Linked DNA regions of Mus musculus: region 2 is linked to region 1. A link is a contact called in public Hi-C data. All regions are on one chromosome and are shown on one strand. Each heading gives the region's core, a stretch centred on a gene start, on an enhancer-like site or on the middle of the called end of the contact. The rest is flanking DNA. Distances are from core to core; before and after follow the strand shown. Region 1 overlaps Prkn (parkin RBR E3 ubiquitin protein ligase). Region 2 overlaps Prkn (parkin RBR E3 ubiquitin protein ligase).

Evidence for each region. A called contact is a pair of places that touch in the nucleus more often than the background predicts.
Region 2: a contact with region 1 is called in a Hi-C map of cerebellum, with 2.7 times the contacts expected there. The contact joins two enhancer-like sites. A contact is called at or near these places in 3 of 39 promoter capture datasets (cranial neural crest, hippocampal neurons and maxillary cranial neural crest), 7 of 484 Hi-C or Micro-C datasets (cerebellar granule neurons, cerebellum, embryonic stem cells and 3 more), 4 of 115 datasets of contacts at active chromatin or transcription factors (astrocytes, embryonic stem cells and forebrain) and 1 of 9 other capture datasets (embryonic stem cells).

What each region holds. Positions count from the first base shown.
Region 1 is chr17:11,063,597-11,070,400 of GRCm38.p6, reverse strand. Prkn (parkin RBR E3 ubiquitin protein ligase) reads right to left here. Exons shown (of 12, transcript NM_016694.4): 2 at 3,109-3,272. Among named protein-coding and RNA genes, the nearest start is that of Gm41526, 67 kb to the left of the region's middle. Within about 2 kb of position 3,165, at least 82 of the 459 cell types and tissues checked have an H3K27ac peak or open chromatin away from gene starts, as enhancers often do. A contact at or near this core is called in cerebellum and hippocampal neurons, where this site is marked.
Region 2 is chr17:11,976,051-11,982,724 of GRCm38.p6, reverse strand. All of the region lies in intron 9 of Prkn (parkin RBR E3 ubiquitin protein ligase), which reads right to left. It overlaps Gm46604 (a long non-coding RNA gene), which reads left to right. Exons shown (of 6, transcript XR_001782243.2): 2 at 6,205-6,317. Among named protein-coding and RNA genes, the nearest start is that of Gm52293, 52 kb to the left of the region's middle. Within about 2 kb of position 4,059, at least 17 of the 459 cell types and tissues checked have an H3K27ac peak or open chromatin away from gene starts, as enhancers often do. A contact at or near this core is called in cerebellum and hippocampal neurons, where this site is marked.

The DNA.
Region 1 (6,804 bases), core at 1,916-4,415:
GCAGCACACATTGGTACAGTGTGCTTACATGTAGCATCTTTATATAAACAGACTCATTTCTTTCCTTACAAAGTTGCAAGACTAGGCTTATAGTTATTTCTACCTTTAAAATGAACAATGTGAGACAGAGAAGCTAAATTCACTAATGTGCATCCTGCATGTAAAAATCAATTTGCTTTCATGTGTTACATTAAAAACTAGACATAATCTAAAGATTTAAGAGGTAGATGAAGATATAAACACTGTTAGAACACCATGTATACACTTAGCATGGTATTATGTTAAGCGAAAAAATCTTAATGGATACAAAATTGGTTCAAACTCATTACGTCTCCATACAAGTCAGCTATTCATAAAGGCAGAGGCTAGTCCATGTAGCACAGCCTGACAGACATCACTTCTCCTCTGAGAACTCTCCAGGTGGGTCTGCTTCCTTTCAGTGACAGGTGGAGCTAAACACATTACAGAGTCCTCTGTCACAAACCCTTTCTCCACTTTCACCAAATTTTTATTGTTTATAACAGAAAATTAAAAGAAAATCTTTGTGTGCACATGTACCATGTATATGTGCGTGAACACATGTGTGTGGAAGTCAAAGGATGACCACGCATGTCAGTTCCCACCTTCACAGAATTTGAGGCAGGGTATCTTGTTTGCTGTGTATGCTAGGCTCGCTGGCCTGCTGGCTTCTGACCTCCCCTTAAGAGCACTGAATTACAAACAACTGTGTATGACTAAGTTAAACTTAAAGAGGGCTCTGGGGATCTGAACTCAGGTCTTGTGTTTGTAGGGCAACCTTTGTCACTGAATGATTACCTCAGCCCCTAAGAACAGAAAGGCTCTTCACTTACTTTTTAACTCTCAGAATTTAGAGGCTTTAAGGATAGCCTCAAAAGTGTCAGTTGGGTGGCCTCTACTTCCTGAAGTTGTCTGCTCCCTTGTCAGGAAACGAAGATACTCATACTGCTTCGTGCTCACCCCTTCACAATTGAATCTATTCCAGTTGCTGTAAAAATATTTCTCTCTGGGCAAATATCTGTGAATATTAAATCTGTACCCTAGGTCCAGACCCAGGTTCCAACAGTTTGTTAAATATCTCCTTACATATCCATTCTTCATAAACTCTCAGCACCCCTGGACATTCAGCTCCCTTCCCATGGCTTTCTATGGCACCCCTTTGCTGTCTATGAATGAAATCGAAGGACCAAGTCTGTCAAGATTTTGTCAAATGCCCCAGGAAACTCCATCTTTTCCTGTCTTCAGTATTGCTTCTGCTTCCGGAAGAACAGCACCTGGCTTGCCTCCCAAGCCCGTGGTGTGTGTTTCCTTTTCATCTGAAGAATCCATATCTGGATCCACTCGGGAGCTCTTTCCTGGTGCCTTCCCATTAGATATACAGCCTCACTTTTGAAACATCACGATACTCATCTTTAATGGGTTATACAGTAATAATTACACACAGCCTGTGCATATTATATGCGTTCGGCTGGACCACGTGGCTTTGTTAGTGATTTTAGCATATGTAGTGCTCTCAGACAGTCTGAGCTAGTGTTGCTTTAGTTCAGAGGCCTAAGCGGGTAAGAAGCAGACTCCCTGAACGAACTCCCTCTAACCAAGCCACTGAAAAGCTCTGAACACTGGGAATTCTAAACGTGCGAATCAAGGTAAGACAGTTGAACCAATACATTAACTGTTATAAAATCTATCTGTCCCTCACGCCAGTTAGTCTTACTGAACAAAAAACAGCCAACTGCTACACGTACCCTCCTTTGTACAGGTGAGGGGATTTAAAATCTAATGGCTCTCATAATAAAGTCTATCTGGATTCAAGAAACAGTTTTAAAACCATTTATTTGTGAAGGAAACAATCTTAGGTTTAGAAGTTGGCAGGAACTGCAAAAGCTTTTTAGTTGACTGAAATTAAAAAAAAAAAAAAATCCAAACACTTCTTAGCACAGGCACTTCCCTTATGAAACAAATTGCCTGAAAGCAAAGCACAGCACTTTGTGCACAATGGGTGTGAGTCCTCCTGCCACCAAAGGGGGCAGGCGGGGGGGGGGGGGGAGATAGCAGAATCATTTGCATTTCTATAGTTTCTTTGTATACCCACATTCCAAAAGCATTTCACAAAGCAGCAAATACGTCAGCGCACTGCCTGGCCTGGGCAGTCAGAAGCTCCGAGTACAGCACAGGTCCCCACCCTGCTGTGAACCAGGGTGCAATACCACCCTACACAGAGTGGAGGGGACGCGCTTTTCCCTGCTTCTAATCACTTGAGTAAATGTGGTTCATATTTGCCGGACTTCCCTCCAAAACACTCACTGTTCTCTCATTCTAGGCAAAGGGCCCGTGCATCAATTGCTATCCAGTTCCTTGGATGCCTACAAAACTCATCTCTCCAAATGTACAAGATGCCATAAAGAAGCGGTTTCCACAGCACAGCAGGGGCCAGATACCCAGGAAGTAATAGGCAGGAAAGCAGATCCCCACAGTTTAGTTAGTTCTGTTTCAGGGGCGTCGGCCAGGGGTAACTCCGTCTACGCCCCCGAGATACAAAGATGGACTTTTGCTGTGTGAATTTGATGCTTCCTGTCCTTGGCTCAGAGCCCTCTGCAAATGGGGGCCCTGGGCCAGTGTCTGCTGTAGTCCAGGCAGCAGCTATGAGTGTCCTCCAGGGGTCACAGTTGGGTTGTAAATCCCTCACTAGGCATGGCCTGAGCAGCCTTCTTGGGAACGATTTATTTGAATCCTTCTTCATTACGATTCAAATAGAATAAGGAAGGTAAAAATTGAACAGACCCAGAAATTGTGCCTTCCTGCTCCCTCAGTCAGTAAACATTTATTCACTAAACTGAGCGCGCGCGCCCCTGGCTTCTCTCTCCCGGTCTTGGCTCACCCACACTTGTTCCTCCAGTCCTTCCTGCATACTGTTTTAATGCATAATTAAGAAGGTCAGAATTAATGAAGCCGTGCGGAGTAAAGTTCAAGGAATCCCCAGGTACTATTTATTCTATTAGATCTCAGGCGTGAATGTCAGATTGGCAGCATTAGCTGCAGGGTCTTTGGCCCTGGCTACATCCCAGGGACCACCCACCCAGGGAGACTCACTTGAACCGTCAGGTGATTCGGAAGCTCCTTCCCGGCAAAAATCACACGCAGCTGGTCAGCTGGAACCCCCTGTCGCTTAGCAACCACTTCCTTGAGCTGCAAGATGCTGGTGTCAGAATCGACCTCCACTGGGAAGCCATAGCTGGAGTTGAACCTGACAAACACTAGACAAGACCAGGGGCAGAGAGAGAAGAAAGAATATTACTCCAAACCCTTAATGGCCAGTGAAATGTCTCTGAAGCAGCTTGCCCCTCACCTGCCCTCCAGTGCATGGCATATATTTTCTTCCATTTATCACAGAGCATAAATTTATAGTATAGAGCAGTAGTTAGAAAAAAGACAAAACAAAACAAAACAACAACAACAAAAAAAAAAACAAACAAAACCAAAAACAGTTTCCCCTAGGTGTTTTTCCCTAGGTGTTTTCCTGCTCAGACCCTGGTCAGTGACCTGCAGACTACGGCAGTTTTGTGCCTTTCACAGCCCTCCTGGAACAGAGGGAGTAAAGCGGAGAACTTGCTTGATTGGAATCTCAAGATTCCCATGAGTGTATAGACTATTCTGCTCCAAAAGACTGAACAAATGCTCACTCCCTCCGCAGAGTCCTTTGCATAAAACTCAAAGGCAGCATGTGGATGCCCCAGAAAGAAATGGTGGAAATGGAAGCCACTGTGTAGACAGCTGAAGAGAGCTTGGGGCCTATGAAAGAACTCTGGGCAAGGTTTTGAATCTAGGTTCTGTGAAGAGTTCTGGACTCTGTGAAATGGTTGTAGGTTCTTGATAAGGCCTCCATACTCTGTGTAAGGATTTTGCACCCTGTGTTCTTAGCTCACAGGTGACAGTGGATTTCGAGCGAGATCTTGAAGTGACATCACCTCTGCTGTTGTGATCACTCTCTTCATTAGAATCTGGCTAGAGTCCATGATATCTCCCAGACTGTCTTCTCATTCCCCTTGTCACACCATCTCTAGCATTTCTCACATCTGCCTGCTGTTTACAACCACCCACTCTTTTAACACCACTCCAGGTGAGGCTCTTAGATACTTGCTAGTCTCCTGAGCCAGGTGGGGTGGTGCATGTCTTAACTCTCAACACTCAAAAGCAGCAGCTGGATTTCTGTGAATTCTAGGCCAGGGTGCTCCACATAGCAAGTTCTAGAATGGTCTAGACTGCACATAGCAAGTCCCTGTCTTAAACAGAAAAATAAAACAAACAAACAATATTTTCTAAATTCTTGCATTTATCTTCTCAATTAATCTACTTTTAGTTTTGTAGTATATTGTTTCTTTTCAATTTAAAGATTTCTTCAAAATAACATATAGTGTTAAATAATGGTTTGAGACCAAGATAGGAACTTTCCAGTCAACTTTAGGACAGGGGCCTCAATTCTCATTCATATTCTCTCTCTCTCTCTCTCCCTCATGCTTTATAATAATTATAGTGCCACTGATGGCCAGACACTTACATATGCTGCAAGTAAGGTCTTTTCTGAGCCCTCAGTAATCTAGGCAGCTCAGTGTGCTGCTATCCAGTAGAGCTGCACATGACGCCCAGAGAACTACAGTCACTTTCTTGTACCTTCTTTGTAATGAAATTGGAATTCATATATAGCTCATCCCATTTCTAGAAAAGCTGCCTAAGACCTCAGAGGAAAGAACATAGTTCTTTGCTTGTGATAGAAAGGATGGATAACAGCAGTGAAAAGTCCAGTTCCTAACATGATGTGCTATTCCCTCTACAGGAGAAAACTGGATAGGATAGGATAGGATAGGATAGGATAGGATAGGATAGGATAGGGGAGGGGAGGAGAGGAGAGGAGAGGAGAGGAGAGGAGAGGAGAGGAGAGGAGAGGAGAGGAGAGGAGAGGAGAGGAGAGAAGAGGAAAGAGAAGGGAAAAAGTGATTCCAGGGAAGGAGCCCAGTTCTGAGAATGGGGGACAATGGTTTTGAAACAGTGAAATAAAAACAGAGAGCCAACGATGCAAAAGATTCAGGAGCAGAAGACCCAATAGCTTTGAAATATCTAGAAAAGGTCAGGGTTGGAAGGATAAGGAATTCATGAAAAATACTAAATATTAAGAAAACTGGGCAGTGTGTGACAGTTCTCCTCTGTGTGTGTGTGATTCATTCAACACCTTTGAAAACACAGATGGCAAAATAAAAATATATTGACAGTGGTCATGTATGCATAGCATCTGAGATCAAGACTCAAAGACAACCAATCCATCGGGTAAGTTGCAGGACAGGGGATTACAAGGGACAAAGACATGATCAAATTTTAAATTTTACTGGTTTTTCTACTACTGTGAATAGATTTTTTTTTTAAAGACAACGCTATGGGGGTGATGTTGAAGGAAGCTGGTGGGAGCTATTTTAAAGGTACTATAGAACTACATTAAAATCCCAAGAGAATCTGTTCTAATGTATTTTTCCAAGGGTTTAAGTCATGAAAATCCTACTATAAATGCAGGACTTATGAAGAAAATTGAGGGGAAGAAGGTGAAATAATAATAGTAGCAGAAATGAAATTACAAAAATCTGTATAACTGTTCAAATCATGTTTTAGGTGTTATTAAGTGTTTATTGTACTATAAAGTCTTAAATTCACTTTGCATAAATTATGAAAATTATATACAAATAGAGACTTTTGAATAGTAAACCCGTGAAACAAATTGATTTTACAATAAAATGAGCAACTAAGCCTATTGTACTCAATCAACTGTAATTCTTATGTAGGCTAAAGAGGAACATCTTAAGAAAGTGGTCAGGTAAACAACCAAATGTCATGTGGAAATATTCCAAATTCCATTTCTACAGCCCCTCAAGCCCAGCTATGATTCCTGAGTGGGGAGAGCTAGAGAGACCCAGTGTTCTCCCTCACAGAGTGGGGAGAGCTAGAGAGACCCAGTGCTCTCCCTCACAGGGTGGGGAGAGCTAGAGAGACCCAGTGTTCTCCCTCACAGGGTGGGGAGAGCTAGAGAGACCCAGTGTTCTCCCTCACAGAAAGCAAGGTATCTTTAGAGTCAGGCAAGCAGTAACTTGATTCCTGGCCACCCTTCTTTCTAATTTCACAACTTAGAATAAATTTCCAGCATCCTTCAATTCTGGTTGACTTGTCTACTGAGGGTCTACAGTGGGATTATAGATTACCTCCAGGGCCTGTTCCAGATTTCCTGTAATTGCATTTCAGAAACAGCCACAGAGAAGAACCCTTCCTAAAAACTCAGTTCCTTACTTGAACTGTCTAGAGGAGCTGGAGCTAATTTTAAAGCCCTACCACTGTTTGTTGTGAACCACTAAAAAGTACTCGATGTTTGGGTAAACACTGAGTAGATTTCTCAGGTCTTATCACCACAATAGACCCAAACCTTCTAAGAACTAAGAGTTAAAAGAAAAATTTGGCTAATCATCATTTTCTGTGATTTGACTATATGTGAAAAGTTTGCAGTTTGTTTAGTTGACGACTTCTTCTTCTTCTTCTTCTTCTTCTTCTTCTTCTTCTTCTTCTTCTCCTTCTCCTTCTCCTTCTCCTTCTCCTTCTCCTCCTTCCCCTTCCCCTTCCTTCCCCTTCTTCCCCTTCTCCTTCCCCTTCCCCTTTTCTCCTTCTCCTTCTCCTTCTCCTCCTTCCCCTTCCCCTTCCTTCCCCTTCTTCCCCTTCTCCTTCCCCTTCCCCTTTTCTCCTTCTCCTTCTTCTTCT
Region 2 (6,674 bases), core at 2,810-5,309, 910 kb before region 1:
GTGGATCTCTGAGTTTGTTAGTCTGGTCTACAGAGGGAGTTCACAGACAGTTCAGCTAGGGCTTTATAGAAAAACCCTGTCTCGAAAAACAAGACATGATGATGATGGTTGTGGCGGTAGTGATGGTGATGGAGGTGATGATGATGATGACAAAAACATATCTTATATGACCTCAGCCCTGGGAACCTACCTACTAATAGTGGAGGAAGTGAGTGCCTGGGATAGCCCTCATGTCCTCTTACTTTTGCTATTCCTCTGTAGAGACCGGTGGATCATAATGAGCCAGTGGCTTGTAGCCCGTGCAGCATGCCTCTATTAGCGTGTGTCAAATATTTCACTCCAAACCATCAAAAATGTAAGACTTCCAAGATCTCTTGAAGAGAGGAGTCAGCTCAGCAAGTTGAACCTTTCCCATTGCTGGGGTCACATGCCTTGGGAGGGACTCTTGTTCTTTTGAACAGGGCTGGACATTACCTGACACACCACCGAAAAGCTCTCCATTAATCAGCACTAGCCCAAAGGAAACGTAGGCCCAAGGCCGTGCAGGGCGGTTAAGACCTGTCCTAACTCCCTTCATCCAGTAGTCTCTGCTCTACTCTGGCAAGGCGTGTTTGGTTGCTTGATTACACATCAGTCAAGCGGTCTGGAATCTGCAAGTCTGTGATTCTTTCCAGACAGTGAATTTTGACATCAATAGATCATACCGTCCCTGGGAGCAGCCACCCAGGTGAGAAGGAGGAATTCCTTAGGGACACATATGTCCCCTCTGTCTGTCAGATTGCGGAGGCAAGGAAGCTCAAGAAACAATCACATAGGCGGAGGTGTGGCTACCAGCTGGTGGGGCTGTCTGTCACTCAGATAGGCTCCACGGAGCTCTGGCAATGTGTCAGGTTACCCTGTAAGAGACTGCAACTGAGCTGGGTGGGGTCGTATATTGACAAGGATGGCAAATAATACCATTAGGCTTCCATTTAAACCCAGATCTCACGTCAGCACTGGAACACGGACTAAGGGATGTCACTGAACCTCTCTACCCGTCTTTCCATCGTGTCTGCATTGAGCAAATACCCATTTTCAAACTCTCATTATTAACTTGCCTTTTTCACTTCTGGTGAGGACAGGAGGCTGAATCTGACGCTTAGGGCTTGGAAAGGTGGCTGGCACTGTTGACGTGCTGGCCACTGCCTTCCAGGTTCTCTATGGCTTTTAGGCGTCGTGTGGCCTGCAGTCCTTTATTACTTTATTTACTCAAGACTTAAAATATAAATATGAAGTAATGAAAATGGGGCTTAAAAGGAAAGTACTTTTCTAAGAATTACGCCAATGGTAGTTGTTAGTGGTTCGTAACTATGGATATGTATGGGCAAGAAATGGAACTTGCAATAAATGAGGAACGTGGGGCCCAGGAAGGGGCCGTACCACACTGTTCTGCGATTGCTTGCTGTCTGAGAGGCCATGAGATGGGATGGGGGTTGCTTCATTCTAAGATAATGTTATTATAAAAGGGACTTTTTAATAACAGCTTGACAAGAAAAGGGAAAGGCTCATTTTTCTTCCCAGTGAAAAATAAAATCAGAAATGTAAAAATTAGGCCATAGGATAATGACCACCATTCTGCAAGATGAATTACTTCAGCAAATTATGGCACATCCTCATTATGGACTGCTATTAATCACAGCCTTAGAGAAATGTAAACTTGTATGTGATATTATCAAGTGGGTGGCAGGGAAGAGGGTGGTTAAAACCCATATAGTACAAAGTCCATCCTATGAAAAGTAGTGTGTGTACACACGTGCGTGCGTGCGTGCGTGCGTGCGTGTGTGCCCTTGTGCACTTGTGCGCTCGAGCATATGCAGATGTAAAATGTCCAGCATGCTCTTAGAGCAATGTCAAAAGTAGGTCGGTGTCTCTGTTTCACTTTTCATTTCTCTACACTTTTTGACACTGCTTGATGAGCACAGTTGCCTTTGTAATAATAAAACCTCCTGCACTTTCCTTTTGATGAAGGTATTACAGATGAATCCTTTGGCTGGTTCTCAGGCCCAGGATGGCTGAGGGCAGCTGGCCACATGTATGTGAGCTTCAGGTCAGTGACCCTGTGCCCTGTACACAGAGTACAAAGCACAGAGAATACACATGAGGAAGGAGGAAGGAAGGAGATAGGGGCAGCTGGAATGCTTGGTGCAAATGTCTACAGGATACACTTTGTAACTATGTAGCATCGCTTGAAATCATATACAGATGTTAAAGACAGACTTGGAGCTGCTGTGTACAATAAAAGCTCTTTCCATTGCTTTATGAAATAAAATGTTAGGGGCTGGGGCTGTGACTCAGTCAGTAGAGTGCTTGGATAGCAAGGGAAAGCCTTCCATAGGTTTGATCCCCAGCAGTGGATCAATCAAGCATTGTCGAATATGTCTGTAATCCCAGGATTTGGGGGGAGGGGGAAGAGAATCAGAAGTTTGAGATCATTTTTGGCTATATAGAAAGTTCTAGACTAGCCTGTGTCTAGACATAGTACTCTGTGTCAAAATGAATGCATGAATGAATGTATGAGAAATAAACAAATAAAATACTAGCAAATGGCTAAAGGAATCTTACCCAGAATGGGATAGCCTTTGCTCATTTACATTTGACCCTAAGAATCAGGTACCATGCACACACGTTTCATAGATGCGGGTCGGAGGAAGCCTCTCTTTCAAATACTGTAGTTGGAAAGACTCTTTAGTAGTGTGAGCATTTTGGACAGACGATTTGAGACTGGTTCTGAAGTGCTCTCTTCTGTGCCAGCATATAATAGCCATATGGTTCTCAGAGTAGGATCTTCAAGTTTAAATTACCAAATGACACACACATATGTAGTATGCTGACACTACAGCACAGAGATAAATGCCAGCGGGGAGGGACCCAGTCCTGGTGTAGCCCTTTCCAAGGGCACCGATGAGTGACTTTTGCCCTGGGGGGCACAACGAGCTCAAAGTGGATCGGTGCTCCTGCTGGATATTTTTAAGCTACCAGAAGATGTGATGGAGTCACATATGTCTGACACTTTCATAGTGAGAGCAAGCCCTTAATACGTTGCTTTGCAATATATGACCACTGATAGAAGACGCATTTAAAGCACTGATTATGGAGGTGGGTGAGTCTATAAAGTCCTTGTCAATAAGTTCAATCACTGAACACACACACACACACACAACACACACACACACACACACACACACACACACACACACACACACAAAGGCCACTGTGCTTTTAATCCCAGTACGGAGGAGACAGAGACAGGTAGAGTTTTGGTGCTTGCTGGCCAGCGAGCCTTGCCTATTGGAGATGCTAAGCCAAGGAAAGCTCCTGTCTCATAAAAACAAGGTACACAGCACCCAGCAATGGGGCCCAACACTGTTCTGTGCACACATCTACATGCATGTATACATGATTGCATGCACACTTGCACATATCAATTCAAATCCCCATCTGAAACCACATGAGGCCAGCCTAGTTCTTTGCAGTCTGGTTACCATGATGCCCCACTTCCTGTACCAGGTATGGTGACAGGAGCCTTACCTCCACTACTAAGATTTTCCCAGCAGCCTCTGATTGATAGAACTGCTACGTGTCTATATGAATCTAAGCAGCAGACCCGTTCTCATAAAGTTTACCACATCTGCCTCTCAGCTGAGAAGCAGAACTGAAAAAAAAAACACACACACACAAAAAAAAACCCCAACCACCCCCCCCCCCAAAACCAAAAACAACCAAACAAACCTATTTTGTGAGCATTTGCCATGGGGAGATGAAATTCTGTCTTATGTGTGTTACAAATAAGAGAGTTAAGTTGGGCATTCATGCCTTTTTCTCTTTCCTGAGCCAGGATGGGGAAGATCTTAGGTGCAGGCTCTGGGCGTGCTATGGCCCTGCTGGGTCTGCGGCTTGGCACACCAGTGTCTGCTGCCCTTGGAGGGAAGGATCTCGAAGATGCTGGCACCTGGCATGCGCAGATAAGCAGCGTGTGGCAACCAGACGGATGGCGTTGAGTTGGGGGTGGTAGGAGTGGGCCTCAGCTGGTGGTCTTGTTCCAGAAGAGACAGCAGCTGTGTCCTCTTCCGGCCTATGTGTGGGAGCTGCAGCTAGTGCGGCTGCAATTTAAGCCCTGCCCTCACCTACCACCCTCTGGTCATTTCTCAGTCTGGTAAGAGAAGTCACACTGCGAGAAGCTGTGCTCAGCGTTCTGCGAAGATTAGGGTCTCCTAGATCAATTGCAAGTGGGCTGCAGCTGTTTGAGCCCTCCAGCCGGCACTGCCAGCTCCTGGCTGCCTCGCTCCTGGCTCTCAAATGTGGGCCATACGGAGCATTATGAGGAAGCAGATGGGGGTGGGGGCACTGTACAGAAGGTGGGGAAAGAAATCAGTGGAGAGGATCCGGTGCTGATGGGGAGGGGTAAGGACGGGCACCACTGGCAGCCGTCTCAAGCACAGAGAGAATGTTTAATCCTCAGAAGGATTTGAAAGCTCCTAAAACAAACAATGCGGGCTTACCACCCACTCAGAATGACAGGAAGGTGTGTATTGGGGTGAGGAAGGCAGAAAGCAGAGGCCCATCCTGACACTGTTTTGGTCATGGGTACAGGCCAGTGCTGACTCCCCTATCTTACTTTATCATGCAGGGCAATAGATGCTGAAGCAACAATACAAACCAGGTGGCTTTCCCAGGACAACTGTAAATTCTGGTCTCATTGTGAGATAAGATTTATTTTCTCTGGTGAGACCCCCTCCTTCAGAGAATCTGGGTACCATGGTGATAACAGAGCTGAGTAGATCAATAGGGCGTCTCATATGCCCCTTTACTCCATGTATGCTTATGAAGTCTCAACTATGCCTGTCTCTGGCTTTAGTGGGAGACTGGGGAGCAGACAGACGGACAGACAGTTCTCCCCTGGCTTCTCAATGTGTATCCTAGGGTACCTCAGGAGCGGAGTGGAATCCTGGCTGTTTGACTCTTTTTATTTATTTTTATTTATTTTACCTGTATGGATCTTTTGCCTGTATACATGTCTGTGTCCCACAGGAGTGCCTGGTGCCTGTGGAGGCTGCAGGAGGGCACCAGATCCCTAGAACTGGAGTGACACGTGGCTGTGAGCTGCCCGGTGGGTGCTAGAAATTGAACCCAGGTCCTCTGGAAGTGCAGTCAGCTCTCTTAACCCACCAAGCCATCTCTCTAGCCCCAAGTTGTGACTTCTTTGGGAGCTACAAGAACCTTTCCCAGTCCTTATACAACACCAGTGGGCAGAGAGCCTGTATATGAGGTCAGAAGTACCTTTCTGATTTATTTATGGGAATTATTTAATTTTTGGACAGGAGCCTCTGAGGCATAGTATGGAAGGTCCCATCACTTAAAAATTCTATTCGACTGCTGATCTTCTGCCCCCATGTCTCCTGTCTACATTTCATCAAGTGATTTAAGCTTGACATATACATGTGCAACAGGGTAGAGAAGGGTTTAGCAAGCAATCGGTTCATCAACTAAAGCTAGTGGAGGCATCACGAAGGCCCAGGCACCTTGTTTTGGGGGATAGAAGCCAGAGTGGGGTGCTGCAGTAAGACCTGAGGGAGAAGAGGGGTTCAGGGCAGGCAGGAGGACGAGTAGCTGGGGGTGGTATTAGGGTTGTCTCAGATGACAACAGACTGGGAAAGGAACAACTGGGAGGGTCTCAAGGCTACCTGTAGCCTGGCCAGCCAGAAAAGGCCAGGGACTTCCTGGTTCCATTATTCCCTGGTCAGTCAAGCTGAGAGAGAAGCTGTGTGGTCATTCATGGATACCAGGATGGTGCCAGACAATTGATATACGAGACTGCCCCAGCTCTGGGTGAATTAATTTCTTTTTAAAAGGGGAACCTGTCCTGAGATGGGTGGGGAAGAAGTATCTACAATGTGAAGGCAGATGGGGTGGCCCCCCTGCGGCCCTCTGCTCCTGTTGTCTTTAGAAGAGTCTGCACGCAGGAGATGAAGCAGTGGAGGAGACAGGACTTAGTGAGGGGATGGGGCCTGAGACGGGAGGCCAGGAGGAGAGAGTTATTGCCATCCCCTTTCCTGGTGTGAGAGGATCCGGAACGTCACATAATTTAATGTGCACATCCTCCCTCTTTGCTGCAAGGGACTCCCAGGGGCATATACTGATCCTGGTTCATTCCTCCTCTGATCACAGTGGAAGAGGAGACACAAAGCAACATGTTCTGGACGACTGAGGCAGCTCCTAAGGTCCCAGGCTTTGCAGCACCACATCCTCTGCCTGAAGACTGTTTTCTCAGGCCTGAGCTGGTGAGTGTTCCGTCACTGTCAGGTGGTGGAACTCTATGGGTGGTCCTGGCCTTCCAGGCTCTGCTTAGATAGCAGAAGCCTGGGGGCTGTCTGGATGGTCCCTGACAGCCATCCGCTTCCCCTGAGAGTTACTACGACAGTGTTCTCCCTTCTCTTCCCCGGACCAGAGTTCTGAATGCTGAAACCTCATTGAGGAGACTAGCTATGGAAAAATGTATACCAACTTCCAGACTTTTGGCTGAGACTTTTTTCTTTTAAGAAGCAGAAAAAGGCAGGTAATGCGAGCCTTCTGTTCAGCGGCGTTTTCGGTATTTCATGGCCACTTTACAGTGTGCCGATGAGCTTGATATATATATA